6 separate regions of the Mus musculus genome follow, and all the other regions are linked to region 3. The links are chromatin contacts, called in public promoter capture Hi-C maps. All regions are on one chromosome and are shown on one strand. The core of a region is the stretch at or near the end of the contact, and the rest is flanking DNA. Distances in the headings are between cores, read along the strand shown. Region 1 holds the start of Btbd19 (BTB (POZ) domain containing 19). Region 2 holds the start of Mast2 (microtubule associated serine/threonine kinase 2). Region 3 holds the start of Elovl1 (elongation of very long chain fatty acids (FEN1/Elo2, SUR4/Elo3, yeast)-like 1). Region 4 holds the start of Rps8 (ribosomal protein S8). Region 5 holds the start of Armh1 (armadillo-like helical domain containing 1). Region 6 holds the start of Kif2c (kinesin family member 2C).

Region 1 (3,289 bases), core at 641-3,140, 1.3 Mb before region 3:
CAGCACCTCCAGCACCTGCGGGGGGGGGGGGGGGGCGAGGAGGGAGAGGGGAGTGGCTGAGGGAGCAGAAGGGAGTTTCCCCCACCCCTCAACCCACAGCATAATGGGCATCCTTCTGACTCGGGCATCCTCATCTTCTCTCCCACCCAGACCTCTGCTTGGTAGGCTCACAGAGTGTTGGTGCAGCTTGACACTGTTGGTGTATAGGAACTCCAGCACAGCTAAGAAGGCTTCGGCAGGCACAGTGCTTAGCACCACAGGACTAGGTACCCCAGGGCCCAAAAGTCTCTGGAAGAAGTTACATCTACAGGCCAACAAGCACCGGTGGGCAAATACCTCTTGCCGTTCTTGACCAACCACAAAGCAAATATCACTGTGGAAGAGAGGGAGGGCCAGGGGAGGGGATCTCAGACCTAGATCACACTGTTGGCTTTACCTCTGTCACACTAGGGCTTCTTTTTGTGTGAGGTCAAAGCCTACATCTGGAAGACACAAGCCTGTGCTCTAGTCTCAGTTCCACTCGGTGACTTTATATCTTTGACTCTAAGACTTTTCAGCCATGATGGCAGGTCTCAAGGGAGTGGACTATGCTTGGTTCACAGGGGGCGGGGGGATGGGGGGGTAGGGGGATAGCAGAGCTCATGCAAGCCAGGTTGATGTCTCCCCAGTCTGAATCTTGGGGGAGAGGACACTCCTCTTGGGACGCCTTCACCAAATGCCAACTCAGCATTTTTACCCTTCTTCCTGTGGGAGGGTGTGAGGATGTGGGGTACAGAGCACACTGACTGCAGACAGACATGACAGTGATCACCATCATGAGGTGAGACCACATTTTCCATCTTCATAATCACTTCCGGCCCCAGCCTCTGTGTTAAGTAGGGGTAGGAGGCAGCAGCGAGCGCTTCAGCTTCCAAAGCCTCCTGCCTAAGGCTCCACTCTTCAGGCCAGACTGTGGCACCCTGTCCTCAAAAAACCGAGAATTATGGCAGTCTTAACCCTGGGGAGCAGGGCAGCCTCTGAGAGTCTGGGGATGGGAAACAGAGTTCTTGTCTCCCATGACCAGCCCTGCCCCCAGTGAACTCTATTCCTGGTTTCAGACAGCACTAGTCTCTTGGGCAAGCAGTGGGTGGTCGGAAACCTTGAACTACTTCCTGTCTGGGTCTCCGGCTCGATCCTTTGGGCTTCGTTCCTCTTATGAATCGCTAGAGCCATCCATACCTCTGTCTCTTCAAGATAAGACGTTCCAGTGCTCAGTCGAAAGCCCAATGGGGGTGAATCAAATCATAACCCATCTTTCAGGGCCGAGGGGGTGGAGGAGAAGCCAGAGAACTCAGGCATTGCCTGAGTTCACACAGCTGCCCTCCCTTCTATCTGCCACTACCCCCGCCTCTGACTCTCAGGGTAGTGTGGCCACAGACAAGTAAATTTCCTCTATAGCTGACTTCCTCACAGACTGAGTTCCCCAGGGAGGCCAAGTGTTCTTTCCCGGGCTTCCTTGCCCTTAGCCTCCTCAAATTCACAGGCCAGCTAGGGAAAACCCCCCAGGGGGCCACTGCCTCACCTGTACTGGGGGTTGTTGATGAGGCTTCGAAGTGCTGTGGAAAAGGGTGCAGCCTGCCCACGTACCACCAGTCCTGGGTTCTCCATAAGTGCAGTGGGCAGTAGGTTAAAGGGTGGAACAGTCTAGAAGGCCTAGCCAGGCCAAGAAAGACCTGAGAGGGAGGGCAGGAGCTGGAGGCCTGTTTGCCGAGGAGCTAAAATATAGGAGCAGAAAGGCCCAGGTCCTTAAAGAAGGCCTGAGGTTCAGGAAAGGGATGCAGATGCAGACAGGACCCAGAGAAGAAGCTGGGGCTAGAAAGGCCTATGATCCCGGGAGAGGCTGGTGGTGGATGAGGCCCAGGTTGGGAATCTGCCCAGGCAGCAGCTGGGTGGGAAGCCTGTGGGTTTCCATAGAAACTGGAGCTGAGCCTGAGGAGGCCCCGCCCATCTCCCTATACGCCCAGGGGGGGAAAAAAATCAGCAGTAGAAGGGCCCTAAGATGAGTCTGAGGGCCCTAGTGCTGGCTGGCTCCCCGCCTACACTGAGTTCAGAATCCAAGGCCTCTGCTTTTCTAATCCCTTCCCACGGCTGCATTTTAGAAACACCCGAGACATCACCCCATCAGGGAAAATTCTCAAACCTAAGTGTGGTTTTCAAGGCTCAGACTTAGCTTGCCTGGGAGGGGGCAGCCCCACACCTCCCAGAGCAGGGGAGGTGAGGTGTCAGTTCTAACAGGAGTAGCGCAGCCTCTGGCAGCCCCGAAAAGCAATCCCCCTAAGGAAAGAGGTGCTGCCTACAGGTCCCAGACACGTGAGTAGGTCAGCAAAGGTTAAGAAACCGGACTTAGAATCACTGAGTCATGGCCATGCCAGGCCTGGGTCCTTCCCGCTGAACCAATAGGCCTCCCTTCAGCACATAGCTCTGAACTAAGGAAGTCATCCAAGCCCCACCCTGCCCTGAAGCGGAAATGTTTGTCCTTGTTGAGGCTGCTGGGGAGAATGCTGAACCATGACGTGCTCTTTCCTGTGAGCCCAGATACTAAATTCCTAAGAAGCTGCCCCCGCAATCTCAAGGTTTTAGCATATCCCAGCCCCCCCCCCCCCCCGTGACTTATTCACAGATGGCCAGGCCAGATCCAGTGGCCCCCTGGTGGGTTTTCCTCTCGTGGACCTGTGAATTAGAGGAGGCTAGCTAAGGGTGAAGAGGCAGGGAGAGATTCATATGAAATAGTGGCTCTGAAACTAGGACCTTTCTGAACAGTGCACCTCTCTCGGCACCGGCTCCCTTAGCCTGTGATGCCCTAGAACTCCAAGCCCCCGTGGACCCTCTCTCCCTGGTAACTCAGAGCGCCCCTCCTTTCTGCAGGTGCCCATAGCAGGAACACTTAGGTTATTCCAGAGTTTGGCCAGGGGAAGGATTTCTGGGAGGGAGAGGTGTGCTTGCCACAGCCCCATGGTAACTGCACAACACAAGCCTTCCTCGCCCACAGGCCTGTCAGGCCAGCTCAGTGAAGACTGTGGGGCCAGCAGAGCTTGGAGGCCAAAGGCTGCAGGTGAGTCAGATGCCTGCGGGAGTTTCAGGGGAAGAGGGCATCCGTCTCATAGGTGATTCCGAAGGAGTTAGAGACCCAAGCAGGACGATGGAAGTTGCTTCTCCCCATGTCTCCCACCTCCAGATGCAGCCGGTGGAGAGGGAGAAAAGTCCCACCGTACACAGAGCAGGGAAGATGATTAAGTTCTCTACCTCTGAG
Region 2 (3,190 bases), core at 557-3,056, 2.0 Mb before region 3:
GAGAGCTCCAACTGTATATAGCTCATTACCAGGTAATCTGACACGCTCACACAGAGATACTTGAAGGAAAAACACCAGTGCACATAAAAACTAAAAGTAAATCATAAAAAAACTTAAAAAGAAAATAAGGGCGGGGCGGAATCAAACAGCCTTAAGCACTTTACTGAAGCATGCATTAAGGTCAACCGCACCAGGTAAACTAAGTCAGTAGAGGAAATATATTTCAAAAGTTTTGAACGGGTACTAGAGGGGGATTACACAGTCAGCAGTCTAGAAGCCATGACAAAGACCAAAAGAATCAAGTGGGGAGACAAAAAGCGGAAAATTTTAAAACCATAGGCTAACAGAGTGTAATTCAAAGCAATGATGCATAGGAACATTTACTTTATATGAGGAGCAAGATAGGAGACCTGGAACTTCAAAGCCTCAAAGATGGGGTCTCAACTGGGGTCTGAAGCAAAGCTGTACAAAAGCAATGCTGTCAGGGGAGTTCATTACTACAGAACATTCTTTCTAAAAATCCAACGAGATTACGTATCTTACAAAGTCCCTGTCAATATCGTTTCACTGAACTTCCTTCAGCTGTGAGTAGCAAGTTTATCCTAATATTGGCGACCTTTATTCCCTACTCATAAATACACCTACTATTGTCTACTAAATTACACATCCTGTACATTCGAGAATCCCATGAGTACTTTTACATTTTATCTCTTTTCCCATTAAGGGTAAACTAGAAAGCAGAGCCTTCATCTACAGATTCTCTGTCCACAGCACCGGCCTTGAGACTGGACACATTCAGGCACTTTTTATAGTGGTTTTAAAGTGGTAGATAGTTACTGAGGAGAACGTTAACGATTCTGAATACTTGCTTATAAAAGTATAATGGCCACCAAATGAGAATGCTTGCAAATGCCCCGTTTTTATAACTGTGGGGATAAACTCTAAGACCAGTCAACACTATCAAACTGGCATTTCTCCCTTAAAACTATTCACGCCTCTAGATAACTCCATTTAGTAAACCTACTCTTTGCTGCTCATTCACCCTGCCCACATTCCAGCACCCATTCTCTCCATCCAGAGCCCCAGGCTACCCCCCAAGACCATTTTATTCATTCCTCAGACCCGCCCTACCCCACGTCCAACTGCAACCCCAGGCCCCCACCTTCATTTCTCCACTCCCCTTTCCTCAGCCTCGTCAGACCTCCCACTCCTCCTAACCGACTCAGTAGTCCCCACCCTCACCACCGCAGCCCGATCCTCCCGCGAGGACCCCTCCCCCACGGCGCCCACCCTCGCTGGCGGACCCCAGCCCACCTTACCTGCTCCCTGCTGTCGTGCCCCAAAGGCCCGCTCCGCTCCTCCAGTAGCTGCCTCCCGGGCGGCGCTCGCCGGCGCGGGGGCAAAGACTGCGGCTGGGGCAACTCGGCCGTCCGCGGAGCCGCATCCTCCCGGCGGGCGGGTGGCGGCTGCGGCCGCTCGCGGCAGCGGCTCCGCTTCATCTCCGCGTCTGGGCCCCGCGGGCGTTAGCACCGCGACTGCGCCGGCCTGGCTCGGCCCCGGGCCGCAGCGCTGCCGCGGCAAACCCGGTCCGCGGCCAACATGGCCCGGCGGGCACTTGAAGCCACCCGCACCCGGCCCGCGGTTTCCCCGCGCTTCCTGTGGGCTGAGGCGCCGAGACCTTCCCGGCGCGCCTCACGGAGGCAGCATAGCCGCCGCCGCCGCGCCCTCCGCCGCCCGGCACACGCTCGGCCGGCCACCCGCCGCCGCCGCGGGCTCCGCCGCCAGCCGCCGGCCCGCCAGCCCGCCCGGCCCGCCCCTCGCGCGCGTGCACGGCAAGCCCGCCTGCCGCCCACAGAGCGCGGCCAGCCGTGCACGCGCTGGCGAACGGTCGCGAAGACCCGCCCGCGGCCGCGCCGCGCGCTCTGAAGCGGAAGGGGGCGGGGCTCCCGGCGCGCCCGCGTCGGCTGCAGGACGCCCTTTGATTCTTCCATTCATCCCTTTGGTACACACTGCCTGCCGGACTGAACGCTGTCCAGACTGGGAAAAGACTTCCAACGGGAGGGGGGACACCAACACTCTATTTACCAGCAGATGCTCACCTAGTTCTCCCCTACGCTTCAGAGACTAGTTAGCTCATCCTCATGTTAGAAATAAGGAGACTGAGATGTAGGGAAACGAGCCCAGTCACAGACATATCAATATGTCCCAATAAACCCTCCCATTAGTTGAGGGTTCCCATTCTTGTCGCTCTGTCTTGTTTACACTGCCTTTGACAGTTCCACACAGTGTGACAGTGTGTAAAGTCCTGTAAAAGAAGTGATGTATTCCTTAGGGGTGCGAGACTAAAAAGGCTTTGGAAGATCTGGGCTTCCCACTGACAATGAAGTCATCCTGTAGACACGGTCCAGCCTGCTGCGGCCTGGGCAGCCTGACCTGCCCCTTCCAATGACTCATCTGCTTTAACAACACGTGGCAGACAGCTCAGCCATGCCTGGCCTCCTTCTGGCTTCAGCTAGTCTGCCACAACGCTGTTTTTCCTCTTTTGACCTAACCAGAGTTCATTCCCAGAAGCTTTTCCTGCCTGTTTCATTCATGTATCTTTAGCCTCCTCCCTGAACCCTTTCTGAGCAGTAATAATGACTAATACGATGGAGCCTACTGATTTCAGACACTGCATTCAATTCACATACACATAATGAGGTCATTGCAGTGTTCATTGTACAGTGGAGGGAACGGGGTGAGTTATAGTGCAAAGAGAACTCAAACGAAGGCCTGTGAGGTACCAGAACACACACACATAAGCAGTGTGTGGGACAACCCATGAAGCTATCTTCTACGTTCCCTGTCCCAGGTCCTCCCCATGCATCCAGTTGACTCGGTAGAAACAGAAAGCCATCCTTGGTTCCTTCCTTCTTCTCATCTCTCATATCTAATAATGAACAAGGCCTGTTGGTCTGTAAACTCGATATCTTTCCAATCTGCCTTCTCCTTTCATCCCATTTGTACTAACTTACCCAGCTCCGCCTTCCCTCACCTGTTTAAGTGGGAAATTCTCCCAACTAGTTCCCCTGCATCAAGTCTTATTCTCTTAGGATCCATCTTCCCAAAGACTCTCATAAAAATCTCTGTAATACTGTCTTTGCTTAGACTAGTAAAATAAAGCTCAAGATGAAGTATACACTTTCTTCTT
Region 3 (3,177 bases), core at 231-2,730:
AGCCCCATAGATGGATATGTTTGTATGTAAATTTGTGCACATTCATCTAACAAGTCTTAATCACACATGCAAAACACCATCCCGAACGCTCCACTGGGAGCTTTTGGATCCACCACAGATGTTCACTGGAGAGAAAGCTGCTGACATTTGATGGCTGGAGTTCAGGCTATGGCTTGAGAATGACATTTCAGGGACATGGGGGTCTAGTATACAATGATACAGAAGCTGGGTTTGGAAGTAAATTCTCTGCTGGTTGTTTTTTTTTTTTTTTTTTTTTTTTTTTTGGTCAAGAGTAGGTGCTAACAGGTAAACAGGTAATCTAAAGAATGCTGAAAACTATACTCTGGCCTTCATCTCTTATCAATGCCTAGGTAACCAAATCCACCAATTATGAACCTATTATCCTTCCTAGCCACTGCCTCTTCTAAATTCCTCAACTCTCTGCCTACTTACATCATCCAGTTGTCCAAGCTGTAATTGAGTCTTTATAGGAAAGACAGATTTCATGCCATGCAATAGTTGGACTATCTGGTGCTGGGGTGGGTGGGTGGTGGTACTGAATTGACATCTAACTCCTCCCCCACCCCTACCCCTGCAACGTTGTCTGGCTTTCCCAACCCCATCTGTTACCTCTTCAGACCAGCTGTTTTCCTCTCACCTGGTCTCTCTAGTACCTTGTACCTGGGTTATAAGTTATGTTAGTGTGGGGAGCAGAGCTTAATGTGGTTTCGCTCACTGTAGATGGCCAGTAAATGTCTGACAGATGAGATGAGCTGCCTCAAAATTCTTGTTTTCTTCTGCTTCTAGAATAAGTCAGGCAGCCTCATTTGGCCTCCAAGATCTACTACATTGAACCACAGCCAATTTCACTTGCTACCCCCACCCCCACCCCCTTTCACTACCTTGAAGGCCAGTTTAGACAGTGATTCACAGTTCTTGCCTGGGGCCACTTGTATTCTCCCATCTCCGTTCCAGGAAATCCTCTCTGTGCCTCCTAAAGCTAGGACTCATCCAAGTTTATAGGCTCTGAGAAGCATGGTGGTGGCCGACTGCTGCCTCCCGCTAAAGCCTCCCGCCACCCCAATCAGCCCTTAGTAGGCACAGCTGGCCCTCCTCTTCCAGGAAAAGCCTTGAGGGAACGGTTGAACCCTGGAAATTTCCCGTAATCATAAGCCGCGACTGTCACAAAGCAGACAGGAGATGAGTGGGTCCTCATGCTGGACTGGACAGAGGACCACGAATGGGGCCATGCAGGCTGAACCTCAAGAAGAAGCTGGGTGCGGGCCAAGCCATAGTCATCGGCGGGACAGGCTGAGAGATGCGAAGGAAGGGGTGGAGAGCTGGGGCTGGGTGTGCTTCCTGCCCCGGGATCTGGCGACCCGCCCCTGCTCCCGCCCTGGCGGCCAGGCAGGCGCTGGACGGCCCCTCCTGCCTCGGCCAGCCGCCCAATCAGCAGGCGCCCCCCGCCCGGCCCGCCCCCTCCCCCTCTGGTGACAGAAAGTCGGCCCAGCAGATGAGGAAGTGGCCGGCAGGCGGCCCTGGGGACTTCTCTCCGGCCCTGATCCCTTTGAACCCTTCACTGCTGCCCGCCTGGTTTCCACTGGTGAGTGTGTACCTTCCATGGCTCCCCACGTGCCAGCGCCCCCTGCCTGGCTGGCCAGGCTAGCCCTGCCCTGCCTGCCTTGCCCTGCCCTGCCCAGGCTGTGGGCGAGGCTGTTCCTGGGGCGAGTGGGTGGGAGGTCCCAGGCACTGGGGCTGGGCCTGCCCACAGGATCCCTCCCCGGCACCTTGGCCCCTGACCCCCATTTGCTCACACCTAGTTCTTTTTCAGCACCTCCTGGCCTTCCACCCTTTGCCCACTCCTCTCTTTTCCCTTCCTGCCCCATGCCGGTGCCCTTTTTCTTTTCCATCCATCTTAAGGGAACTGGCTCTGTTTCACTGCGGGAGGGGGGTGGTGCGCACCCGGGTTTCCCTCAAACTTAGGGAGAGATCCTCAGAAGTCTGGACTCCCTCTTGCCCTCTGGGTCACTGTGTATCTCCCGGTGTTAAGTGGTGGTGAAGGGCGAGTGAATTGGAGGAGGTGGTTGAGGGAGGAGATAAGGAACTGGCAAGCTCACGTGTGTCAGAGCACATGCCTAAGTGCTAGGCCCCACTCCAACATAAGCCACCAACCAAAGTCTAACTGTAGGAAGAAATGAGTGTCACTCACCAGAGAGCTGTGTGTGCAGAAGGGAGGTGTGGGTGAAGATGTACCCATGCCTGGTCAGCTGTATGTCCCGCGGTTAATGCAATCCCTGACAGGTGTGAAGTTTAGGAGCCTGGCATGTCCGAGTCCAGTAGGGAGGCCTGTTTGGGTGATGTGGTCAACAAGATATGCCTGGACTGTGTGTGGATGTATGCTGGCTAGCTCCTGGCGCGGTATGCATGTCTCTGGGGGTGGTTGAGAGCGGTGTGATGAAGGTACATATTACTGTGTGAGAGCGTGGATGTGGATGGTAGAACTCAAGCCCCAAGGCTGGAGATTGATGGAGAGCAGCTGGAGCACTCCGCTTGTTGGGCAATTGCCGGAGTCCTCTGGGACAAAGTCCTAGGCTCTCCTGGGTCTAGGCTAAATTTTTGTATCCCTATAAACTTTCCCTTGGCATTCCTTCCAACTTTGAGGAGGAGGGGACCTAGCCCATGAGGCTCCCTCCCAGAAGAGGGAAAGATTCCTGAGACCTCCCCCACTCTCCCACCTCCTCACATACCACTGGTGTCCTCACCCCTCCCTGGTAGGGAAGGGTGATGCCCATTCTAAAGTAGGACAAACTAAGAATTCATGGCTGGTTTGGGAGAGAATGCTGGGTGTGGATTTTTTAGCAGTTCTGGCTTTGGCCAGACGTCCTGGCCAGAAGTTTCTGGAGAACCTACAAACTTATCTGGCTGGTCAGAGGTGGTGAGGCTGGGGCTCACTTGGCTTTCTCAATTCTGGTGGGTCCTGCTCCTCTAGGCATTGACCTGTGGCCTGGACCCACCCTCCACCCCATGCCCAACGTAGCGGGGGCGGGAGGAGGGCGGGGCTGCTACAAGATCTAGTCAGACAGGTGGAGCCGCCAGGGCAGGAGTCTCAAAGAGCCAGGCTCCTGGAGTGGAAGAGAGAGAGAGGCAGAACTTGCCCCTGAGAAGAAGGGAGGAGAG
Region 4 (2,974 bases), core at 22-2,521, 1.3 Mb before region 3:
TTTTTTATTACTGAAATCTTTTTTTAACATTCTCTAGAAAGCACCTCTCATTGCAGGAGTTAAGAGATCAGAATATGGCAAAGAATTCTCCAACTACCTCAGGATCTTTCAGCAAGAACAAATTCAAATACTTCAACACCTACTTACACTCAGAGCCCCAGGAAAAGTTCCCCACATCCAATCTCAGGGCACGGTACTTCTTATTGCCTCCTCGAACTCGGACTGTGTGTATGCGGCGAGGGCCAATCTAGAGAACACAAGAAGGCCAGAACATGTGTCATCAAAACGAGTGGGGACTGGGAGAGGAACCCGAACCAGACGGAGGTAACAGTCAGTGTAACTATGACAAGTCCTTGCATTGGCAAGTGGTGTACAGGTGGCCAAGACGGCCATAACCACGCCTAAGGATACGTTTTCATCACCCTAGTTACCTCCAGAAAAAGCCAGACCCCCCCTAACACAGGAAGAACCCCAGTAAGGAACACACCAAGCTTGCAGCTCTCCCACTCCTAGGCTCCAGTAGACCCTAAGCTTGGAGATTAGGGTGCACAGACCCTGCACGTGGACACACTTCCATGTCCAGTCGCCAGCACCGAGAAACCTGAGCCTTACAAAGGTGATCACAGCCACTCGTGTTCCCCAGCAAACACGCTCTAGCGCAGGGGAAGGCAGCCTCTCCCAGTCGTCCTCCCCCCGACCCCCGCACGCACCTTCGTGTTGGCAGCGGGCCGTCCCAGCTCATACTTTCGCTTCTTGTGGTAGGGTTTTCGCTTACCCCCGGTCTTGCGGCGCTTGTGCCAGTTGTCCCGAGAGATGCCTGTGTGTGGGAGCGAGGACGCAAGCCTGAGCAACCGGGCCTCGCCGCCGGCCAATCAGCCCGCTCCCGAGCCCCGCGCTGCGCGGGCTGCCCGCACGCTCAGCTCTCCAAGGTTGGCTTCCCCACGACGCAGTCGGGAGTGTGCAGCATACCCAGGTGTCATCATCCGCGTGCGGCCCGGCCCGCGGCAGCCATGTTGGCCCGCTCGCAGCCCGGAGCCCCGGAGGCGGCCGCAGCGATCTCCACAGCCCTAGCCCACCGCAGGCCCTTGCCACGGCTGCCCGTGGCCCATGGTCGGGCCGAGCATGCGTCGGGAGGCAGGATGGAGACGGATGGAGCTCGCTCCCCCGCGGCCCGACCCGGCCCGCAGCAACACTCACCCATCGCTCGGCGCTGGCTGGAAAGAGGAAGCGCAAAGCTTCACGGTCCGGTTTCTAAAACTCAGCCCCGCCTTCTTTACGTCTCTTCCGGTTGCCGGGAAGGACCTGGGGCCGCGGCGAGCCTGGGACGCTGGCACAGGGGAGGGTCCTGCGGCGTGCGAACTCACGCGGACCCCGCCTCAAATCCCTTGACCTTGGGCGGTCTGGAGGGCGGGCTCCTTAAGCTGAGCTATAGGGCACACTTGCCTGCCTGTTGTGCTTACATTTTGTCCTTTAAATTTTTTTTTTTTTTTTTTTTTTTAAACCGGGCGTGGTGGCGCACGCCTTTAATCCCAGCACTCGGGAGACAGAGGCAGGCGAATTTCTGAGTTTGAGGCCAACCTGGTCTACAAAGTGAGTTCTAGGACAGCCAGGGCTATACAGAGAAACCCTTGTAAACTTGTAAAACCAAAAAAGAAAAAAGAGTAAAGGGCCCTAATTGGAAAAGTGAAGTAGTAGAAGCTCCAACGCTCTGTTCACAGGGGGACTTGACCCTGTATATGAACACACAAAATTCATGTGTATCTCTTACATGGCAGCAATTAGCAATCAAAAAGGAAATTAAAAACAGTTTTAGTTCTGGAAAGATTGGTACTGCAAACTGTGCTCAGGGTCTCTTCAAAAGCATCAAGTGCTTAGGTCGACTCACAGTTCCTGAAATTCCAATTCCAAAGTATCTGACAATCTGGTCTGGCCCAGTGGGTCAAACCTGAAATCCAGCACTGAGACAGAGAATTATCACCAGTTGAGGGCTAGCCTGAGCTAAAGAATGAGCTACTGCTCAGTGGGAGGAACAAGCGGCCGGCTGAGGAGAAACTGAGGCACTAGACACCCCTCCAAGTGAAATCAAAGCAGAGGACAGTGGGGCTCCGGCGTCAGACAAGATGAGAGCTCAGTCAGTACATTTTATTTCTTAAACTTAAACGTCGCCTTGAATGTCAGTGAACGTCTACTTTTAAAGGGACCTCTCACCTGACCGATTTCTTTTTGAATTTTAAACTTTAACTTCAAATGTTTTAAATTTTGATTCTGAGGTTTTTACTGCGTGTATCCGATTTTTTTTTTTTAAAGATTTATTTATTTAGTATATGTAAGTACACTGTAGCTGTCTTGAGACACTCCAGAAGAGGGCATCAGATTTCGTTACGGATGTTTGTGAGCCACCATGTGGTTGCTGGGATTTGAACTCCGGACCTTTGGAAGAGCAGTCGGCCCTCTTAACCACTGAGCCATCTCGCCAGCCCCCCCCCCCCCCACGATTTTACAGTTTTGAAGCGATTTTTTTGTTGTGTTTGTTTTTTTGGGGTTTTTTGTTTGTTTGTTTGTTTTGTTTTGTTTTTTTGAGACAGGGTTTCTCTGAATAGCCCTGGCTGTCCTGGAACTCACTTTGTAGACCAGGCTGGCCTCGAACTCAGAAATCTACCTGCCTCTGCCTCCCGAGTGCTGGATTAAAGGCGTGCACCACCACCGCCTGGCTTGAAGAGATTTTTAATTTTGTTTTAATATCATTTAATCATTTTAATATCATTTAAAAGTGTTCTTGAGCCAGGCCTGAAGGCACAAGCTTGTGATTTGCCTTCCAAGTGCTGGGATTAAAGCTGCATTACCACCCAGCTTTGTTTTTGTTTTTTTGAGGGTCTTACATGCTCACAGTAGCCCAGCCTAGCCTTGAACTCCTGGTAATCCTCCTGTGTCAGCCTTTCTGACTTGTGGAATTATAGGCGAGCTACCACATCTA
Region 5 (3,261 bases), core at 71-2,570, 1.2 Mb before region 3:
GGATTTGAATTCAGGACCTTCAAAAGAGCAGTCAGTGCTCTTAACCACTGAGTAATCTCTCCAGCCCCCCCCCCCCGCCCCCGAAGCCTTTATGTGTGTCCTGGGGGTCTAAGTTGGTTCCTCACACTAGCTCAGCCATCTCCCCAGTTACTCCTCAGCAGTGTAAAGTGAGAGTCCCCACGGTTGGGGGCCATATGCTTTCACATACCCAATTCCCCTGTGATTTTATCTTTTATCTCTTTGCTGGATCTCTCTCATCTGAACAAAAGCCTGTACCTCCTAGCGGTTGCCAGCGAATGACAAAATAACTTGCCTTGCAAGTGTTCCATCCCCCCTCTTTCTTTTAAGACAAGTCTCATGTAGCATAGGCTAGCCTGGAACTTGTTATGTAGCTGAGGATGGCTTGAAGCATTTAGACTCCTGGCTGGGATTCCAGGGACATACCACTATGCTGTCACCTCCCACTCACTCTCAAGCCACTGACTCTTTTGTTCACTGGAATGGCACTTGCAAAGGTTGCTAACAACTTCTTTGTAAATCCAGTGCCATCTTTGAGGTTTTATTTACCGTATTAATCATCAGCCCTCAATACTTTCCTCCTGGTTTCTGTCTCCTACACACCATACCCACTCATTCCCATCACCCAAATAGCTTCTTTTTCTGTTTATGTATGTATGCATGTATGTGTTTATTTATTTATTTTGGACAGGGTGTCTCTGTGTAGCCCTGGCTGTCCTGGAGATAGATCAGGATGGTCTCAAACTCACAGAGTTCAACTCCTCACAGCTGGAATTAAATGCATGCGCCATTATGCCCAGCTCAGAAAATATTTACTAAATGTAAGAAAGCTGTACTCCTGTACTCGTCTAAACTACTTGGACTCACACATGAAAGGCCATGTCTTATTACCCGAAGACCCCTTTCCAGTCAGGCAACCAGTCTCAACCCACAGGTTTAGAAGGACCCGTTGGCACGCGCCGCCTAACACTGTTTTGTTCGTTTTTTCTGCCTCCAGCCTGGGAACTGCTGCTGGCGATGGAGGTAGATGTAGTTAGAGGTGCAAGTTCAAGTTTTCTACCAAGTACCAGAAGACAAAGTTCTGAGATGCCCTCTGCAGACCCGTAATACTTCATTCAACTCTCCCACCGACTCTTACCTTCACAGGAGGGTGCGGTCGCTCCGAGAGCGCTGCCCCACTGACCAATACTTGATCCAAGATCAAGAGAGTCAGCCAATTGCTGGGGCCCAAAGACAGTAGGGGCGGGGCGCGGTTGCTAGGGCCGGGCTAGTGGGTGCCGCCCGAGGCGCGAAGCGACTCCCTGGTTGCTAGGCAGGGAGGTCACAGAGTGCGGCTCGGGGATTGGACAGCGCTGGGCGTGGGCGGGGAGGGGCGTGGCCCGGCGGCGTCCCGGCCCCGCCGAGGTGAAACTGCGGGAGTTCCGGCGGGAGGCCTGTGCTGAAGACCCGCACCTTCACCATGGCCTCGGCCGAGCTGGATTACAGCATCGAGATCCCGGATCAGCCCTGCTGGAGCCAGAGTATGGAGGGGGATTGGGAAGGTGACCTAACAGCGATGCCCCGCCCACCCTGCGGCCCGCCCTCCCTCGGCCCGCCCCCTTCGGGGGTCCCGCAGGGCTGGCTAGAGCTTGCGGGGCGCTCCCAGCCCCGCCCCCCGTGCCCCGCCCCCAGTCGACTGAGGGTCTTTCTGTTCCACAACAGGTTCTCAAGGTTCTGCTTCCCTTTGTAGCTGGAGGCCCTTCAAGGTTCATTCTAATTCTTTTGTTTTGGATTCTCGCTCCTCATTTGCAAGTGTGACTAGGCCCATCCTTCATTTTTGCAGAGGTTTGGATTCCTGGGGGAGCCTCTGGTCCTCAGAAAAGCCAAGGGACTCAGCAAGCCTAGTCCTGCCCTTCTCAGCTCACCCTGGCAGTGGTTAACAGAATGGTCGGTTAGGCCGGGTGGAATTCTGTTGAAATCCTATCCCTTTAGTAATTGGATGACCTTCGGCAAACTTTCAACTTTGAATTTTAGTTTTCCTGGAGCAAAGCTGAGGAAAAATTGCTGGTTGCACAACTGAGATTATTTGTGTAAAGGACTTGGCATGAATCCTGATGGAAGTAAGCTTAGTAGTTGGCATTTAAACTTAACGTGTGTGTGTGTGTGTGTGTGTGTGTGTGTTTAACCCTCCTAAGGCCATATCATTAAAAAAAGATGTGTGGGAGGCCTCCTAAGATTAGTAGCTTGTAAAGTAGTGTAAGTTGTTGGACCAGAGAATGGAAGGTTGTCCCTTTTGGAAACTGGGGCAGAGGAGGCTTGGAGTACAGGTCGGCCAATGCTGCTCTTTGGTGTTTCCAGTCCACTGCCCCGCACTTGTCCAGCTCATCATAAAGTTTAGCTAGGGGGTGCTTCCTTCAAAAGCCTCCCCAGAGCCAGGTGGTGGTGGCGCACACCTTTAATCCCAGCACTTGGGAGACAGAAGCAGGCGGTTTTCTGAGTTCGAGGCCAGCATGGTCTACAGAGTGAGTTCCAGTACAGCCAGGACTACACAGAGAAACCCTGTCTCAAAAAACCAAAAAACCAAAACCAAAAACAAAAAAAGTCTCCCCAGGCCTCCCTTCCTATGCCCTCCTGTCCCACTGTGTGTTTCTTGCTTGGAATCTATCTAGGATGGGGCAGGGGCCTCTCATCTCCTAAAGCACGAAGGAAGGACTGCCACTATCTGTTTCTCCCTAGAGGTGGATCGTTGGGCTTATAGATGTGAAAGGACTTTTGAAGAATTTTTGACAATAGCATTAGATGAAGTCAGTTACTATTTCTGTCTTGGCAGAACCATCAGCTGCAAAGGGCTGGTTCTCCATTCTGCAAGGCCAGGAGGGTAGGGACTCTCTCTCTCCCCACGTGGGTAGAGACAGTCTTATTTATTTAGGCAGGACTGGGGGATTGAACGCAGGGCCTCATGCGTGCTAAGGCAAGTGCTTTACCACTGTGTCATACTCAGCCCGCATTAACTTTGATTGCATATTTATTTATTTGTGTGTGTGCATGCACACCGTAGTGTATGTGCACAGGTCAGAGGACAGTTGGTAGCAGTTGGTTCTCTTTTCCTTCTGGGTGGGCTGGAGCGCTAGCTCAGGTCCTGTGCTTTGTCAGTAAGTGCTTCTCCCTGCTGAGCCGACTCACCAGCTCAGCCTTCCTTTTATGACAGTTGTCTTGACTGGCCTTGAACTTACTCTGTAGCCCAAACGAGCTTGAAATTGCCAA
Region 6 (3,448 bases), core at 150-2,649, 1.2 Mb before region 3:
CCAGGCAGTGGTGGCCCTTGCCTTTAATCCCAATACATCAGGGATAGAGGCCTGAGGAGTTCTGTGAGTGAGGACAGCCTGGTCTACAACGTGAGTTCCAGGACAGACAGGGCTACACAGAGAAACCCTGTTGTCAAAGTGTAATTCCACTTCCAGAGGATTTCACAAAACACCAATGAACATAAAATAAAATAATAAATTTAAAAAGCAACAAACAAACAAAACACCAAAGAACTAGGCCTGTGATGGTGCATGCCTTTAATCCTAGCACTTGCAAAGTACAGTAGGTGGATCTCTGTGAGTTCGAGGTCAGCCTGATCTACAAAGCAAGTCCAGGTCCAAGGCCCTGTTACAGAGAAACTGTCTCAAAAAATAAAACAAAACACAAATGCTAGTTAGTAATTCTAGTGGGGTTCACCCTTAGACCATTCCACAGTGGAAGTGAACAGGGAATGGGCCTTAAACCCCAGCTCCATAGGATAAAATTGCATCACCGCTCCAACAGAATGAAGATTCATTTGAGCAAGTAAGTTACTACATTCCTTGGAGGAGCTATTCCTGAACACATCAGTAAAGAGCTGGACCGCTGGAGTTCCCTGGTCCATTTTTGGCAGTGGTTGGCTAGTCCATGAATGACCCGTTATTAGACCTGTAGAAATTGCTTAATAAAGACAGATGGTTGAGCCGGGCAGTGGTGGTGCAACGCCTTTAATCCCAGCCCTTGGGAGGCAGAGGCAGGGGATTTGTGAGTTCGAGGCCTGGTCTACAGGAGTTCCAGGACTACACAGAGAAACCCTTCCTTGAAAAACCAAAACAAACGCCAAAAAAAAAAAAAAAAAAAAAAAAAAGCCGGGCGTGGTAGTGCATGACCTTTAATCCCAGCACTCAGGAGGCCGAGGAAGCCGCGGGTCCAACAAAGCAAAACAGGTTCAGAGGAAATGCATCCAATCGCTATAACCTAGCTAGGCGCACCAATAACCGCAGACGTGCTCCGCCCACACTCAGAAAGCAGGCAAGGGACCCACAACCAAAGTAGCGTTTTCCTCCTGTGTAGGGGACACCGACTGCCAGTGTAGTGACATGGACCCCCTCAGTGTGGAATAAGGGAAAGTATCCCAAAGCTTTGCCACACGGAGATTCAGATAACCATCTTGGCAGTCTCACCGCTCTTGGGTCGTCCCCTTGGCCTCAAGACCCTGCCCTCACCATTGCTGCGTTGAATGTTGATGGAGAGACCAGGAAACAGGCGTGCGTGAAGCGACTCCATGGACTCAGGAACAACAACAGGCAACACAAATGAAAGAAGCTTGGAAACCACGACTCTGCTAATACTGCGCTGTGTTAACAACGCCTAAACCGCTGCAGTTTAAATCCCGCGCGCCAGCCTCCCTACAACGTCACCAGTGCGACGCACCGCAGAGCAATGTGGGATATGTAGTCTTGGTCTCCGACTTCCGGCGCGTGGCCGGGCTCCCGAGCTCTGAGACTGATGGGAAGGGTTTTTGGTTGGTTGGTTGGTTGTTTGGTTTTTTCGTTTGTTTGTTTTGTTTTGTTTTTCTAGCTCTTGCTGTCCTGGAACTCACTCTGTAAACCAGGCTGGCCTCGAACTCAGAAATCCGCTTGCCTCTGCCTCCCGAGTGCTGGGATTAAAGGCGTGCGCCACCACGCCCAGCTGATGGGAAGGTTTTATGGCTTCTGGCCTTACCCTCCCGCTACCAGGTCGAACTTCTGCCTTTATGTAAGACTAGGAAACTTATGTATAATGTTTCAGTGAGGGCCTTGTGATTCTACAGACAGGGGTTCAAATCCTGGTTTCTTGATGATTGCTTTCTCTTTGAAATGTATACAATATTTCGAAGACACCAATTAAAAATAGTCACATGCTAGTGCTAGACATAGTGCTAGATTGGGATAGTGGAATAAACAAGACGAATGGTTCCTGTCCGTGAAACTTTTTTTTTTTTTTTTTTCCTATTAGGAACACGGGGGAAGTCATACGGTGGTGACTCGAGCCTTTAATCCTACCACTAGAGAGAGGCAAATTTGACTTCGAAGTCAGTCTGGTCTACAGCCTGAGTTCCAGAATAGCCAAGATTACACAGGGAAACCCTTTCTAGAAAAACAAAACAAAACAGAACACAAGAGAAGCGGGGTATGGTAGATCATGCCTATAATCCTAGCTCCCTGTAGATGAAGAAAAGAGAATAATTTCAAAGCCAACCTTAGCTAAGCAGCATGTTTGAGGCCAGAGTGGGCTGTGTGAAACTGTCTCAAACAAACAAACAAACAAACAAAAAAAGATGCTGGCAATGAAAAGCAGCCTACAATGCCTAAATGCTGGAATTAGCATGAATCACCATACCTGATTTTTGTCATTATTTATAATGTCTTTTTGTTTCGTAGTACTAGGTATTAACTCCAGGACTTTGTGCATGTGCCACTACTGTCCGGCTTCTAGGGGAACGTTCTTACACTGAACCACATCATTACTGCCCCAGTATGCAGACCTATGCAGACCAAGAACCCCCACCGCCCCGCGGAGGATATGTATAGTGTAAATGGTGTCTAGCCCTTGGTCTATCCAACCTTGACAAGCCTGAAGACCTGAGTTTGATCTTCTGGACCTACATGGTAGGAGAATGAACTCCCCAAAGCCTCCACAAATGTGCCATGGCATGCACCACATACACACACACACATACTAAATAAACAAGTTAAATGTAGTTACATTAAAAACAAGAATAGTGCCAGGCTTGGTGGCACATGCCTTTAATCCCAGCACTCGGGAGGCAGAGGCAGGCAGATTTCTGAGTTCGAGGCCAGCCTGGTCTACAAAGTGAGTTCCAGGACAGCCAGGGCTATACAGAGAAACCCTGTCTCGAAAAACAAAACAAAACAAAAAACCCAAACCAAAACAAATACTCTTTGTTAGGGCTGGCGAGATAGGTCAGTGGTTAAGAGCGCTGACTACTCTTCCGAAGGTCCCGAGTTCAAATCTAATGAAATCTGATGCCCTCTTCTGGAGTGTCTGAAGACAACTACAGTGTACTTACATATAATAAATAAATAAATCTTAAAAAAAACAACAACCAAGAATAGCAACAGTGGAAGGAAGGACAGGGTATTGAGATGGCTCAGAGGGTAAAAGCCCTTGCTGCTGTGCTTGAGCCTGGAACACACAGGATGGAAAGAGAGAGCTAACCCCTGAAGGCTGTCATCCCTTTAACCTCATGCCGATGACGATGATGGTAAAGTTAAAATATAAAAGAAAACAACTTCTTGTCCATGAACATCTTAGACTGGCCTCTAACTCACAGTGTAGCAGAGTGACCTGTTTTCTTTGTTTTGTTTTTTGAGGCAGGGTCTTACTATGTAGCTCTGGCTGTGCTGAGTCTGTTATAGAACCTGATCTTCCAGAGCTCCTGAGTTCAATTCCCAGCAACCACAT

Evidence for each region. Promoter capture Hi-C pulls out the DNA fragments that hold promoters and counts their contacts.
Region 1: a promoter capture Hi-C map of liver shows a contact between it and region 3, with 4 times the contacts expected there. The contact joins the promoter of Btbd19 here to the promoter of Elovl1 in region 3. A contact is called at or near these places in 3 of 39 promoter capture datasets (hippocampal neurons, liver and pre-B cells) and 1 of 9 other capture datasets (adipose tissue).
Region 2: a contact with region 3 is called in a promoter capture Hi-C map of pre-B cells, with 4 times the contacts expected there. The contact joins the promoter of Mast2 here to the promoter of Elovl1 in region 3.
Region 4: a promoter capture Hi-C map of the HPC-7 cell line shows a contact between it and region 3. The contact joins the promoter of Rps8 here to the promoter of Elovl1 in region 3. A contact is called at or near these places in 3 of 39 promoter capture datasets (the HPC-7 cell line, embryonic stem cells and pre-B cells).
Region 5: a promoter capture Hi-C map of pre-B cells shows a contact between it and region 3. The contact joins the promoter of Armh1 here to the promoter of Elovl1 in region 3. A contact is called at or near these places in 3 of 39 promoter capture datasets (hippocampal neurons, liver and pre-B cells) and 1 of 115 datasets of contacts at active chromatin or transcription factors (large pre-B cells).
Region 6: a promoter capture Hi-C map of pre-B cells shows a contact between it and region 3, with 2.4 times the contacts expected there. The contact joins the promoter of Kif2c here to the promoter of Elovl1 in region 3. A contact is called at or near these places in 2 of 39 promoter capture datasets (liver and pre-B cells).

What each region holds. Positions count from the first base shown.
Region 1 is chr4:117,123,768-117,127,056 of GRCm38.p6, forward strand. It overlaps Btbd19 (BTB (POZ) domain containing 19), which reads right to left and starts at 1,891. Exons shown (of 8, transcript NM_001384196.1): 1 at 1,562-1,891; 2 at 172-373; 3 at 1-15. The coding sequence starts at 1,647. Tctex1d4 (Tctex1 domain containing 4) reads left to right here and starts at 3,046. Exons shown (of 4, transcript NM_175030.2): 1 at 3,046-3,091; 2 at 3,215-3,289.
Region 2 is chr4:116,462,417-116,465,606 of GRCm38.p6, forward strand. Mast2 (microtubule associated serine/threonine kinase 2) reads right to left here and starts at 1,807. Exons shown (of 30, transcript NM_001369061.1): 1 at 1,320-1,807. The coding sequence starts at 1,499.
Region 3 is chr4:118,426,613-118,429,789 of GRCm38.p6, forward strand. It overlaps Elovl1 (elongation of very long chain fatty acids (FEN1/Elo2, SUR4/Elo3, yeast)-like 1), which reads left to right and starts at 1,481. Exons shown (of 8, transcript NM_019422.3): 1 at 1,481-1,603.
Region 4 is chr4:117,154,861-117,157,834 of GRCm38.p6, forward strand. Rps8 (ribosomal protein S8) reads right to left here and starts at 1,272. Exons shown (of 6, transcript NM_009098.2): 1 at 1,198-1,272; 2 at 711-817; 3 at 148-247. The coding sequence starts at 1,201. It overlaps Snord55 (small nucleolar RNA, C/D box 55), which reads right to left and starts at 988; the gene lies at 911-988. It overlaps LOC115490046 (a small nucleolar RNA gene), which reads right to left and starts at 429; the gene lies at 326-429.
Region 5 is chr4:117,250,597-117,253,857 of GRCm38.p6, forward strand. Armh1 (armadillo-like helical domain containing 1) reads right to left here and starts at 1,321. Exons shown (of 13, transcript NM_001145637.1): 1 at 1,157-1,321. It overlaps Tmem53 (transmembrane protein 53), which reads left to right and starts at 1,355. Exons shown (of 3, transcript NM_026837.3): 1 at 1,355-1,538. The coding sequence starts at 1,478.
Region 6 is chr4:117,181,225-117,184,672 of GRCm38.p6, forward strand. It overlaps Kif2c (kinesin family member 2C), which reads right to left and starts at 1,400. Exons shown (of 20, transcript NM_134471.4): 1 at 1,207-1,400. The coding sequence starts at 1,267.